3 separate regions of the Mus musculus genome follow, and all the other regions are linked to region 2. A link is a contact called in public Hi-C data. All regions are on one chromosome and are shown on one strand. Each heading gives the region's core, a stretch centred on a gene start, on an enhancer-like site or on the middle of the called end of the contact. The rest is flanking DNA. Distances are from core to core; before and after follow the strand shown.

Region 1 (4,749 bases), core at 1,173-3,672, 200 kb before region 2:
ACAGCCTGTGTCTTTTCTGCTAATTGGACAGCACTTTATTTCTTTAAATAACCCCAGACTACTTACTTAAACTGATGTTCGTAGCCCTTTGGGATCTTTATCTCCCAAGGCCATTTTACGACCTAGGCTGCAAGGTAACGTTTTTTTCACTAATGTTACAGGATTTATAGTCCTATGCATACAAAAATCCCAATGTCTACCAATAGTTTCCCCTTACTCATCACCCCCTGGGGAAGGTGTGCTAATGAAAACCATCACACAGGATGATTCAAACTTCCATGAAGTGGCTGAGTTTGTGGGCATGCTCAATGGGACGCCTCCATTTGCACTTTCCAAACAACTTCACAACTCAATTGTGCTGCCTGGATGGTTCCAAATTTCTCCTACTGAGCCTGATTTCCCTCCTACTTTTTTTTTCTTAATTATTAAAAACACAGGCCATCTGCCATCCCAGGAGGAGGAGGAGGAGATGGCCAGAGGGCCATAAATGGATCCTACATGATGCCAGGCTCATGATGTCTGTTTGCCCTGCCAAGGCAGCCTCAACCATCCCATCTAGATGGATGGTCTCTGCTATTCTTCTCTGGGGGATTTCTGTCCCTTCGCCGAAGAAAATCAGTTTAAAAGGATAAATACAAAGTGCTCACAGAATGGGTTAGGAGCAGAGAGGTCACCAAGAGAATCCCACAGAAGTCACCCCACCCTTACTTTCTCCCTTGGAAAGTCTGGCATTTGTATGACTTCCAGTCCCTGCTGACTCTGAAAATTCAGAGATCAGATTTCCATATTAAAGACTTCCACACTTCCTGGCTCTTCAGCATATTCATTTGCCTGAAGATTATAACCCAAGATTATAATCCCATAGTTTGAATGTAGCCAAATTTTACATTGTGCTTCATTCCCCTGTGAGTTCCAGAGCACCGATGGAAATAAAGAGTCTCCTTGACACAGAGATAGTTGATAGTGAGGCTAGCTTAACATGGAAATCTATGAACTTACAAAGGAAGCATTTGGTCTCCTACAAAAAGTTAGCCAATTTAAGAGTCGTAGACACAGGCTTTTGAGCCTTCCTCCACTGACAAAAGATCACAAGGCTTGCAGTGTTACAGAGTTAGAAACTAGACTTTCTAGCCAGCAAGCCCCAGAGTCCTTCCTATTCCAGTTATGGGTTCAGAGGATCCAAACTCAGATCTTCATGAATGTATGGTAAATGTCTTATTATACACACATCTCCCAGATCTTATACCTGGTTCTCACCACACACTTCAACTGGATTTGAACAGAATAGTAGATTCCTCTTTTACAGCACTATGAACCTAGGTGAGTTACTTAACTTTTTTTTAGTTTCTGAGCTAAACTTTAACTTCTCCATGCCTCAGTTTTCTTCTTTATAAAATGGGTATAACTATAATACTTTTATCACAGAATTGCTAGAATTATCTAATGAGTTGGTACATACAAAGCTTTTCAAGTAAGACCCAGTATACATGTAATGTTCTCATAGTTGCTGCTAGCTTAAACAAGATACACTTCCAGGGATGGGTCCCTTCTGGCTTGTACCTCAGTAGGATTCCATTTTTCTGCCCTGTGTCTGGGTGCCGGACAGTCTTCAGAGTCTGGAATCCTGTCTCTAGAGGTACAGATCAAGGAAGGCATATTGGCATGGGAGGCAAAGTGGCCAGAAGCCCAGGCAGGAGCCAGCACAGTGGAGGCTGGTAGTCTTGAACTCTTCACAGAGCAGGAAAGGTCTCCAGATTCACAGCATAAAGAGGCATCAACTAACACTGTGCTTCGGTGGTATAAATGTTACCCAGAATGCATAAGGCCCTGACTTCCATCCCCAGGGTACCTTAATTAATTAGTTAACTAATTAATCAACCAATCAATGCAATTTAAAAGATCCTAACAGATTTTGGAAATAAAGCTTTGGCTGGAAAGGACCTTACCGTCCACAATAGCTGATCGCAGTTGAGGGGTAGATCCAGCTCCCACTCTTTAGAATCTACGCTGACCTTAGAGACTTGGCCCAGGGAATATGGCAAAAGTAAAATCAAGGGCCTTTGGAAGTCAAGTCTTCAAAGCCTCTTTGGGGACTCTGCAATACTTTTTACATGGCAGCCCAAGGGCATAACAGAGTGCATCCAAAACCCAATAGGGGCCTAGATCCAATGTCATTATAAGAGAAAGGGGAGAGAGGTTTGATACAGAGAAGAAAAAAGAAATAAGAAAGGAAACTATGTAATGTCGAAAACAGAGGTGGGATTGCTACATGCCAGAGCTTGTTTCAGATTGTCAGAGACTCTGAGCATTTGGAAAAGGCAAGAAAGGAGTCTCCCCTTTTCTGCTTCCTTGACTTGCTCTCCTGTAAAGTCACAACTGTCTGGTCTTCCCCATCTCTGCCTTATCTACACCTTGCCATACATCCCTTATCTCTTGCCCCCAGATGTTCTACTCTGTCCATCCATTTCACATCTCATGCTCACGCATGGTCTCATGAAGGATGTGGTCTGTGTTTCCCCCTCTCCCTTCCCCATCTTCCCCGACCACCTGTTCCATCAGCACCAAATATTATTTATTACCAATCTAACCAACTTCATTTAGGGGACAAACTCCAGCCCTCACCCTCTTCCTGCCTCTTCAATCTGAGGTGGAGACATCTGGAAACAAGTTTAATAAAGTGGCTGACAGGCAGCTAGGTCCTGGAGCTTCTCAGGCAGGCCCCTGGGAGCCATTCCACAGAGGAAGCCGGAAGAAATGGGGCTAATGGACTGCTGGTCTCAAGGAGAATCCATTTGGCTGTTCCAGGATGGACAAGGGCTGCCTCCCCTCTACAACTCACAGGAGGAAGCTGCACCTGCAGAGAGGAAGGGAGAGTGAGTGGCTCCCGACCAAAGGTCCTCTACTCCCTTCCTGCTGAGCCCTCGACTCTTGAGGGAAATACTAAAACTCTCTAAGTCTCTGTCACTCAAAGATGGATTGGACCACATGGATTCGCAGACTGCTCTCTAATAGTCTAGAATCCTGGGATTGACCAAAGTCACCTGGTCAGAGACAGACAAAAAGAAAAGGCCAGCTAGCACCTGTCGAATCACCCATTGACAGGAACCCTGAGTTTTGAGTATTGTCTTGGGACATCAAGATAAATAAAGGAACTCACAGGTTAGAAGGAAAGCTATAGCATGTGTGCAAATCATTGCAAAGTCTTTCGTTGGAGCACTGAGCTATACGATTTTTTCCAGTAAAAAGCCAGTGAGTTTGTAGCCCAGCGGGACTAAGCTTCCATTTGAGGAAAAACAAGAGCTGAGCAAGGCCAGGTGCAATGATTGCCCCAAGCTCTGGGTGGTAGTCTGCCTACTCTGACTCCCACAGGAACTGAGGTACAGTCCCAACAAAGTAGGGGAAGAGTCAAAGGAAGCTTTCCTGAGGAAGAACTTGAATGGCATCCTGAATGGAAAGAAGAGGGTGTGGATTGTGTGGGCTTGATGAAAAGTAAAAACAAACAAACAAAAACCAGGACTCCTTGTTCAGATGTTTCAAGACACAGAAGATGAAACCAAACCTAAGACCCTTCCCAGCACTGCAGGGGTCCCATGCGTGAAACAACCTCACACTAGGGCACCCCTTGGGTACTTCATGGCATGAGTTCTTTGTCAGTATACTGCCTACACGGGCATCTGCCTATATAAGCTATGTGATTTATATCAGTACATTTCATGCTATCTACTGAAATGATACTTTAGCTCATGAGAAGGTTCGTACATAAAACATTAAATTAGGAAAGGAAGCCAAAGGCCATTTCTAAACCCAGCAAAGTTAGTCCACATCTCCTCCAGCACCATACACTTCCTGGCTCCCTCAGTATCTTTTAGACCCCTCTCAAAAGAAGATATGCAAAAAAAAAAAAAAGATTCTCACTTCCCAGCCATACTGAGAAACTCACATTGCCCTCTCTCTACCCTAATCACCATCCCCTGCCCAGCAAGAGTCCAGTCAAGTGGTTTCGCTGGGAATTCACTCTCTCCCAGTGACTGGGAAACAGCCTCTATCCCCTTTCTCCAGCTAACTAGAGAAGCAAGAAGTTATGGGTCCTGCATTGAATCCTGTCTCCCCCAAATTAGCAACTACTTGGAGCTAAAGGTAGCAATATAAAGAGGGAAAATCTGGTATAAACCTGGGGAGACCTGGCGCTGCAGATAACAAAGAGTCATTAATAGCACCCACTCCCAGCTTTCTGATCAGAAAGTGGGTATTTTAGTTCTTCCATCGAGGTGACTTTCCTATGTGTTTAACATTCCTGCTTTCTCCAATGTTTACCTGTGAGCACAAGGGCCTCCTGCCCTCTACCATAGATGGGTCAGCACATTCACCTGGCTTTTAAGTTGATGTTGGGGATCTTAACTCTTAGTCCTCATACTTGCATAAGAAGGCCTTATCCACTGAACCACCCCACCCCTACCCCCAGTCCAGAGGACAGTGTTGTTCTGAGATGTCCATCAGGACTAAATTAGCCAACATCCGTGACAGTAGTGAATCTGTGTGGCACAGGCATGGAGCACAGTTCAACAGATCAAACCCGTTCTCTTTCCTAAAGGTTTAGAGATTTCAGAATGGCTTTGTCACTGTGGTCACCTCTACCTCACCCACACTGTGCCATGTGATAGTTAAGGTCAGTCCTGGGACAGGGGTGTTTAAAATGATGCTGGGATAATTCATCTCCAGCTCTAGAGATGGAGTGAAAGATCACAGCAC
Region 2 (4,308 bases), core at 1,179-3,678:
GAGTCCAGGGCTTTTCGAATAGAGGGCAGAGAGAATGGACTCATGGGAAGCCCTTATGCCCCAACACCCAGCACGCTTGTCACTGAACATCACATATAGACTGTTGAGCATAAAATTCACCTCTCCAGTCACTGATAAAAATCGCTACAGACGATCCCAGGGTTCAAAGGAGGTTTCGTGTGTGCTCTCAAGAGCCTACCCTGTGACCCTGAAGAGCAGTGCCCGTCTCTCGGTTCCTTCTGCTCTTTTGGAAGTGGAGCTCATCATGGTTGTTTAATATAGAAAGTCATTCACTGATCTCTCCCCATGACCCCACCATCACCCTTCGAGGACCAATTTCCCACTCTCTCACTTCTCTTCTCCCTGCCCACCTCTCTTCTCTATGAGCCCTCTCCTTCTCTTACTGGTCCTTACACACTGTACTTAGCCACAAGAAGTCAGCTAGAACAAAATTTACTTCTAGAGGCTATATTTTGAGAGTACTGGGCAACTCTTGAGAAACCGGACAGAAGAACCACCCTAGATTTCTCGTTTCAAATGCTACACCAGGGTGAGCTGAGCCCATCCCCACACCATGCCCCTTTCTAACACTCTTCCCTCCTGAAGTTAACTTAAATAAGAAAATAACACTTGATCTCTTCCCCTTCTAAAATAATGCAACCCAGTTTCTAATGTTAAGTTGCTCCCTGCTTTCCCAAGCCCTCCAACAGCAGAGACAGGCTCTTGGAACCAACCAACCCTCCTGCCTTTTTGGGGGGTGTGGGGGTACATTGGTGCACACAGCTCTTCTTCCCTCTGCTAGCCACCAACACAATAAAACTGCCCTGGCAATGGGTGTAAAAGGACACCTTTAAGATTTGGTCCTGTCTTAAAATGTGCCTATTGGCAGAGAACCGAGAATCTGGATCAGAATCTGGGAGTGTGAACAGCGCCCGGGGAGATGCTCCCAAATGGAGCCAGCAAGGGAAATATTTTCTCAATATTGCAGTCCTCCAGCAAGAATTCTTATCATAGATAAGGGTGCAGTCTAGTGGCAAAATTCATGAAATGCAGCCCCTTTTTCTAAAAGAACAGAGCAAGGGAAGAAGAGAGTTGGAGAAAGGGCAAAAGCCCTGCCCCCAAGAACTCCCCAGAGACCATCACTTGATCATGTCTTTTCTTACCTGTGGTGGGCAGTCTACAGACCACCTATCATGTCAAATTAATTTTTAAAACAAACAAAAAAAGCTAAAGCCATCATATTCCTTCTTTCAAAAATTAGGTTTTCTTTCATTTTCCTAAGGGAAGAATGGTCCCTAGTGCTGACTAGCGATCTGGGGCTTCCTGTGGCATGGTGAGGATTTCTCACGTGCAGGCTCCAGGATGCTACCTTGGTACATATTAACCCTTAAACAAGGTCTCCTGCAGCGAGGTACCTGCTCACTCCAGGATCTGCCTACCCCACAGAAATGCCTCATTGTCAACCCAAGAAGGTTATCACTTTATCCTACCTTCCTTCCATTTAAAAGGACATTTAAGGTGTCCATGAGGACACCAGATAAAACTGACAACCCACAGCATTTCCTCCAGGGTCTCAGTCACTACTCCCAACAAAGCTGGGGAGGGGGGTGGGGTGGAGGGCGTTATCCCTTCTTGAAAGTGCACATAGCACGCTCACACTCAGAGAGAGAGAGAGAGAGAGAGAGAGAGAGAGAGAGAGAGAGAGAGAGAGAGAGATTCCCTGGTCATCTATATAGGTGAAGGAAAATGACCACTGGCTTTAACTAAAATCAGTACCCCACCAGAACAATAATGACAAGCCCTTGCCATAATCCCTCTGCCCCTTTTAATGGGGGAGGGGTCTACACACGCGCCCGCACTCCTTTTCTCTTTAAATTTATCTCAATGCCCCTCACCAGCTACTGTACACTACTTGTCCTCCAAACACAAACACACAGACAGACAAACCTTCAGTGGTCTCTTAGACACTTTTTTTTCTAAAGTTGGAAAGGACTTCTTGGGCAGGGTATACACGGCTAATAAGAAAATGTGACTCCTAACAGCCAGTGTCCGGGCTAGTTGTCGGAAAACAGACTCGCTCCATTGTATTCACCCAGCTTCTGAAGAGTACTGCCATCCACTCCTCCCTCCACCTTCTCCCTACTCTCCTCTGTAGCTCGCCTGTCTTCGCCCCCCCCCCAAAGCCCTTTCCGTACATTCCGTGAGGAGGAGGGCTCTGTGTAGGGAGCGAAGGGGAGCCCCCGTGTCTAGAAGGCCTCTCTTCCCCACCCCCACCCCGTGTGAGTTTGCGCTGCAAAGCTCCTTGGCATCCTTGCATGGGTTGGGTGTTGGGGAGCTCAAATTGCAGCTACAACTGGCTGGCAGCCAGGGGCCGTCTATTTAAAAGCGCCTGCTCGACCAGAGCCCGCAGTCTCTTTGGAAACTTCTAAAAGAGCTAGGAAAGAGCTGCAAAGCTGTTTGGGCTTTTTTCCCCCTTTTTGTTCCTTTTTGTTACCCCCCCCCTCGGTCTGCACCCTTCTCCGGACTTCACGCAGAACCTGCGGGTTTCGAAGAGGTGGTGACAGAGCAGGTGTTGGGGTCCAGGTTTGGTGAGGTCTGGGTTTTTGCCCTTTTTCCCCCCTCGATTTCAACATTTTCCCGATCTTGTTGTCAGCCGCCGACGCCTCTTACCTGTTCTGCGGCAGCAGCGCAGCTGGCCGCTGAGACCGAGCGGAGTGGGGTTGCGTTTTAGATTTTAAGCAAAGGGGGGAAAATTAAGCCCAATCCATTTTTTTCTTCACCTCCTCCCTTTTCAAGGCCTCCAAGCTAATTATTTCTGTTGCTTTGGAGTGAGCAATTCTGTGGTTCTCTCCACCACCACCCCCAATTCTGACCCGATCCCGCCTGGGGGTTTCTACGGTCTCCGCTCGCTCTGCGTGCACCTGGCGCGCCTCTTTTTTTCACCCCCAACCTGTTGCAAGTCTTTAATCCTCGCAATTGGGACTTGCGTGCAGGCATCTGAATCCTCCTTGCCTCATATTTTGCAAGTGTTTGGGGGAGAGCACCTGCTCTACCTGCAAGAGATTTAAAAGGAAAAAAATCTCCAGGCTCCCTCTTTCTCCACACACTCTCGCTCTCCTGCCCCGCCCCGAGGTAAAGCCAGACTCCGAGAAAATGGTGATCAGCGTGGTCCTCCTGCTGCTGGCCGCCTATGCCGTACCGGCTCAAGGCCTGGGTTCTTTCGTGCACTGTGAACCCTGCGACGAGAAAGCTCTGTCCATGTGTCCCCCCAGCCCTCTGGGCTGTGAGCTGGTCAAAGAGCCCGGCTGTGGCTGCTGCATGACTTGCGCCCTGGCGGAGGGACAGTCGTGTGGCGTCTACACGGAGCGCTGCGCCCAGGGTTTGCGCTGCCTCCCCCGGCAGGATGAGGAGAAGCCGCTGCACGCCCTGCTGCACGGCCGCGGGGTTTGCCTCAACGAAAAGAGCTACGGCGAGCAAACCAAGATAGGTGAGCGCTACTGGGGTTTCAGTTGCACGGCACAGGAGCTGGGGAGGGAGGCACCTTGGATGGGTGGGGACCGGGGACCGATTGGGAACCCGCGCGCTTTGCGCGCGCAGCAAGTGGCTTAGACCCTAGTAGCTCCTGAGAGTAGATGGGGTGGGTCCTTGCACCTCACACTTGAATCCCTGGCAGAGCAAGCTATCCTAGGCGGCTGTCTAACCGTCTCTACCAGTTTACACTTCATCTCCACCCCAACCCGACCCTCCCCCACTCCTAACTCGTGGCAATTCTGACTCTGAGCTCCTTTTGAGTCTCAAAGTCCAAATCCCAAGAGAATCCTCTCTGAAAAAGAACAGGTTAAATTATCAACTCCCTTCTCCACCCCAACCCCGTACTTTTCTCCCTAAACTTTAGAAAATCCTTTCTGTTAAAAGGTCATTTTAATTGGAATCTGAAGATGCGTTCCATCTTTAAAGCTAATTCTACCTTGATCCCTCCAAGCCTCACCCCTCCGCCCCCATCTCAGTGCCTCTAAATTTATCTCTCACTCTATTCCTATTTGCTCAGGAGCGCGCGCGCGCGCGTACGCGCGTACATCCCCCCCCCCCACTTGACAACTAATGTCTTTTGGGTGGAGGTATTGAGAGCTCACCCACACGTACACTTGCTGCTTTTGAATTGATATGATTGATTATGATCGATGAAACATATTAGACTGTAAAACGTCTCTCTTTTTTCCTCCCAGGAAGAGAAAGAATACTTCGGGAGGGCTGGGGTAGGGCGTGGGGTATGAGCTGAAAGAGTTTGGTGTTCTGTGCTGAATGTTC
Region 3 (4,306 bases), core at 1,375-3,874, 160 kb before region 2:
AGCCTCCTCTCCTTAATTCACCCTGAGAAGATAGCCAAGCAGGCAGGATCTGATCAAGTAGGAACAGGTGTCCAGACGGAGAGTGTCCAAGGATTGATGGTGACAAGTGATGGGTGGCCAAGAACACCCCACAGCACAGTGAGTTAGAGACTAGAGAGAAGAGGCAGCCAGGGAGTAGGGAGGGTAGAGGTCAGCGAGGGCCTCCCTGGCAGGAACACAAGCAAAGGCAGGGCAGAAGGCTGGCTAGTCTAGCACTGGGATGGAAAGCAGTGTTCTAAGATAAAGAAGGTCCCTAGTCATGTGGACAGTATAATAAATATTACAACAGAAGAGATTTGATAAACAGCAAACAAGTGTCCCTCCTAGTAGAGACTTCTCTTCAATGTAAGGAAGCTCCTAAGGATGTGATTGACAAAGACAGGTGAGGCAGGCTAAACAAGGAACAGCCAGTGTTTCATTCCTGTCACTTCCCTCAGGATCTGGGAGGACTCACCAATAGGGTGGCAATACTTGCCAAACATGTTTGCTAGAAGAAAAGCTGGGTGGGGGTCCCAGGTGAAGACCCAGAGGGCCTCAAGTTCTATGGCATCAGCTGTGTAAACATTCCTCCAAAGTCTCCATTCTGGAGGCCCGAATAGGGACTATTAAAAGAAAGAGAGCCTAACCTAGAAAGTAAGTCCTCTTGTGGACTGAGCTGTTGCTTCTTTGCTCCTTCCAAATCCCCCTGAAGCCTCGGACTTGAGAGAGAGAGAGAGAGAGAGAGAGAGAGAGAGAGAGAGAGAGAGAGAGAGAGAGAGAGAACCAGCCAGCCCTACTGGTTACCTGGTTACCTCAGTCTTTCTAAGAACACAAACCACTCCTGGACTATGAAGCCATGAATGATCAAGCCTACTGAGCACACAAGCCCTCTGCCATTTGTTCTTGGCAGACTCCTGGACTAGAGGCTCTCAAGAGCTCACAGTGTGATACATGCACTGCTTAATAATCATAGAGATAATTAAGAAATTAAGAAATAATCACGTTTCCCCAAATGATTTGATGTCATTTTTCACAGGTGGCCTCTAGGGTCCCGAAAGGAGTCAATGAGAAAGATGATGAGCAGCTTGAAGGGAAGAGACTCTCGTCCTCTTCCTATATCTGCTATGGGACACCTTCTCCTCTACACTGAGGCTCTGCAGAGGGAGAGTCATCTAATACTTTACAAGAAAAGCACATTTAAATCACCATGGGGGAGCTCTGGCCTCTCCAGAGAGATAGCTATCTCCTAACCCCTTCTCGTTAACAAATAATAGACAACTGTCTTTACTGTGACTCTGACAGTTAAAGATGCACTCCCCCCTCAGTTCTAGAGCAGGCAGGCAGATGGACGAAAAAACTACAGGCAGAGAAAAGGAGTCATGGTCAGGAGAGGAGCAGAACAGAGGTGTCTAGACAAGCCTTGTGTCAGCTTCCTCCCTGTCTAGATGAGTTTTCGGATAATTCCCATCATCCCCTGTCCCAGCCCAGACACCCTCTTACCCCAGGGCTGCTACCCCCAAAGCGCATGAGCTAATGACAGTCCTTGTGGCAGTTAGTTGTATTTGTCAATTTGACACAATCTAGAATCAATCTAGAGTCTGGGTGGGAAGGGGGTATCTTGACTATGTCGAGTGAGGTTGGAAGACCTATTCCTTCCACCTTTTCCTGGGCTTGGAGTCCTGGATAAAGAAAAGGTTGAGTAGGCAATAAGATTATGTCATTCTCTTCTCTCTGCTCCTGCCTGTGACCGCAAACTCTCCCCCCTTCTCCCTCCCTTTCTCTCCCTCCCCTCGTGTGTGTGTGTGTGTGTGTGTGTGTGTGTGTGTGTGTGTGAGTGTGTGTGTGTGTGTGTGTGTGTGTGTCCTCCTTAGTTTCCTTCACGGCAGACTTGACTAATTTTGATCCAGCCTTGACCATTTTCCCGAGGCTTACAAATCCCTTTAACTGATCCTTCATGCCACACAGGCTGAGCCTGGGAGGGACATAAGTCGACCTCCCTGGTAGGCAGCATTCCTGGGCATGAGCCCTGGTTCCTGCCACAATACCAGGACAGAGCTTTGGGTCTCAGCTCCTGCCAAGGACTTAAGCAAAGGCCAGGAGAAAAATCAACAAGTGCTCTGAAATATTCTCAGCCTGTTTCTGCTTCTGCAATGAGGAACCCTGCCCTGCCCCTTTACCTACACACACTTTATAATAACAAGCAAGTAGTATCCAAAAGACAGCAAGAATCCTCATCTCTGGCAGGCAACCTGCCATGCTGTGATGGCTCACACACAGCTCACAATGCCACTAACAGATGCAAAGATATATTTTTTCTATTCAAATTTCCTCTAGCAGCCACCCATGATATAGCATGACCCTGACAGATGACTTTGCCACTGTGGTTTTCACAGAAACCCTACACAGTCACCCTTCATCTTTCTTGGGAATTCAGTTGTTCATGGCTGATTAAAGAGAGCGAGCCCAACTATGTACCAGCAGTTTCTGGAGAAGTGTGGTAATGATTGGCCCCACGGGTAGATAAAGGGCCCAGCTCTACATGAGGCTCCATTTCTGGCTGGGGCACCATCAGCAACCCTCCCTGGAGCCAGGCTGTCCAGTCAGACTGATTAGGTCAAGTCACTTTTTATCTGGGTACAACAGATAAGACTGCAGCATCACAGCCAGGGGTTAGGGGTGTGACGGATATGGCCAGTGAAAGGGAGACATAAGATACACTGCTGTTTGTGGGAGCTGGGAAGAATAGAATTCTCTCAAGAGCCTCTTTGTAAGTGTCAAGATGGGACACTGGGCCTCCTGTGTGCTGTACCCACAAACTAAAGTTGTGTTCCACCAGCCCTAGCTGGACCCTGGTTGTGCTGTGCATCCTTTACTGAGTCAGAGAGAGGTGAAAGATCTGCAAGTCTGACCGGTTTCTTTCTCGGTGAAGTACATGCTGCTGGCCCAGGCACAAGAGGACCTGCTGTCACGGTCTCTGTCCACACTGAGCACATCTGTCAATACACAGCCAGTCTCTAAGCTGTTCCTCAGGTCCTTCTCCCCACTGAGGAGACAGACTCTACCCGGGGAGTGGCAGCCATTTCTCTCCCCCACAGTCTAGGGTGGAACAGCTCAGAGACGTGAGACCTCCTGGCAACTACATTTCCCTCAGTTGTACTGTAAGGAAGTTGAGCGGTGTGATTTTGTTGTTGTTCAGCAATTGCCTGCCCACTACAGAGTCCAAATATTTTGTGAGAGCCAAAGACATGCCAGCCTTCTTTGCTAGCAAACACAGCCTACTCCCAAACCTTCGACGTACTCCCATCAGAAGCCCTAAGCACCCAGACAAAGACTTCACTCCTCGTCAACTTCCCTCACTTTTCCCTTCTTTGTGGCCCTCTCTTTGACTGTTTCTTGGATGTACGATCTAAGCAGCATCCTAGTTGTGTGGACTGAGGTGTCTGATCAGTTTTTAATTCTAAGCCTCTCACATGCATAGCAAGCATCCTGTCACTGGGTTATAGCTCTACACACTTTTTTAATCCATGGGATTGTGCATGGGCATGCACGTTTGTGTGTGTGCAGGTATGTGTACATGTGTGTGAAGGTGAGTACCTACATGTATACACATGTATGGGGAGCCCAGAGGACAATGTTGGGTGTCATCCTCAGGAATGCTATGCTACCTACCTCCTGTGAGACAAGGCCTCTTACTGGCTGGGAGCTCAGCAACTAGGCTAGACTGGCTGACATCTTCCTGTCTCTAGCTCCCCAGTGCTGATGTTATGAACACATACTACCATGCCTGGCTTCTTTTGTGGGTGCTGGAGATCAAAACCAGGTCCTCGTGTCTGTGAAGCACATACATTATCGACTGAGTACCTTCTAGGGCCTCTTTTTATTTTTCTTTTTGGTACAGGGTTACCCTGGCTGGCTTCAAACGTGTGATCCTCCTGTCTCAGCCCCCTGAGTAACCATTATGCCTAGACTTCCCTGTTTATAAGCCTTTGCCACCAAACCAAGCTATATTTCTTTACCAGAAAGACTCTAATGTCATCCATTCCCTTCTCTGATCTAATGAGATGTAGTCAACAAATAATAACAATTCCCCACGGAGAAGAGGAAGGCTCTAGACAAAGGAGATACAGGACAGGAAACCACAGCCTACAGCCTGGGTTAGAAATCAAAGACTTCTCTGGGGACAATGAAAATGCACTTTCCAGGACCTGGAATCCCTCAATTTGTGGAGAAGCCTGGGTAGGTGGAGACCCCTGGTCAGGAGGAGACCTCTGGGTATAAGGAGAAGCCT

The links. Hi-C and Micro-C count contacts between places; a contact is called where the count stands out from the background.
Region 1: a Hi-C map of the N1E-115 cell line shows a contact between it and region 2, with 5 times the contacts expected there. The contact joins the enhancer-like site here to the promoter of Igfbp5 in region 2. A contact is called at or near these places in 14 of 39 promoter capture datasets (the 3T3-L1 cell line, 3T3-L1-derived adipocytes, cranial neural crest and 6 more), 1 of 15 datasets of contacts at CTCF or cohesin (the G1E-ER4 cell line), 13 of 484 Hi-C or Micro-C datasets (the C2C12 cell line, the G1E-ER4 cell line, the N1E-115 cell line and 5 more), 8 of 115 datasets of contacts at active chromatin or transcription factors (craniofacial prominence, embryonic limb bud, embryonic stem cells and 2 more) and 1 of 9 other capture datasets (embryonic stem cells).
Region 3: a Hi-C map of muscle stem cells shows a contact between it and region 2, with 4 times the contacts expected there. The contact joins the enhancer-like site here to the promoter of Igfbp5 in region 2. A contact is called at or near these places in 13 of 39 promoter capture datasets (the 3T3-L1 cell line, 3T3-L1-derived adipocytes, the HPC-7 cell line and 8 more), 2 of 15 datasets of contacts at CTCF or cohesin (the G1E-ER4 cell line and pro-B cells), 21 of 484 Hi-C or Micro-C datasets (8-cell embryo, the AtT-20 cell line, the C2C12 cell line and 12 more), 8 of 115 datasets of contacts at active chromatin or transcription factors (astrocytes, cardiomyocytes, embryonic limb bud and 4 more) and 1 of 9 other capture datasets (embryonic stem cells).

The regions. Positions count from the first base shown.
Region 1 is chr1:73,070,439-73,075,187 of GRCm38.p6, reverse strand. No RefSeq gene overlaps it. Among named protein-coding and RNA genes, the nearest start is that of 1700027A15Rik, 57 kb to the right of the region's middle. Within about 2 kb of position 2,422, at least 7 of the 459 cell types and tissues checked have an H3K27ac peak or open chromatin away from gene starts, as enhancers often do. A contact at or near this core is called in the G1E-ER4 cell line and the N1E-115 cell line, where this site is marked.
Region 2 is chr1:72,872,985-72,877,292 of GRCm38.p6, reverse strand. It overlaps Igfbp5 (insulin-like growth factor binding protein 5), which reads left to right and starts at 2,428. Exons shown (of 4, transcript NM_010518.2): 1 at 2,428-3,487. The coding sequence starts at 3,154.
Region 3 is chr1:73,037,014-73,041,319 of GRCm38.p6, reverse strand. No RefSeq gene overlaps it. Among named protein-coding and RNA genes, the nearest start is that of 1700027A15Rik, 23 kb to the right of the region's middle. Within about 2 kb of position 2,624, at least 26 of the 459 cell types and tissues checked have an H3K27ac peak or open chromatin away from gene starts, as enhancers often do. A contact at or near this core is called in the C2C12 cell line, the G1E-ER4 cell line, astrocytes and 1 more, where this site is marked.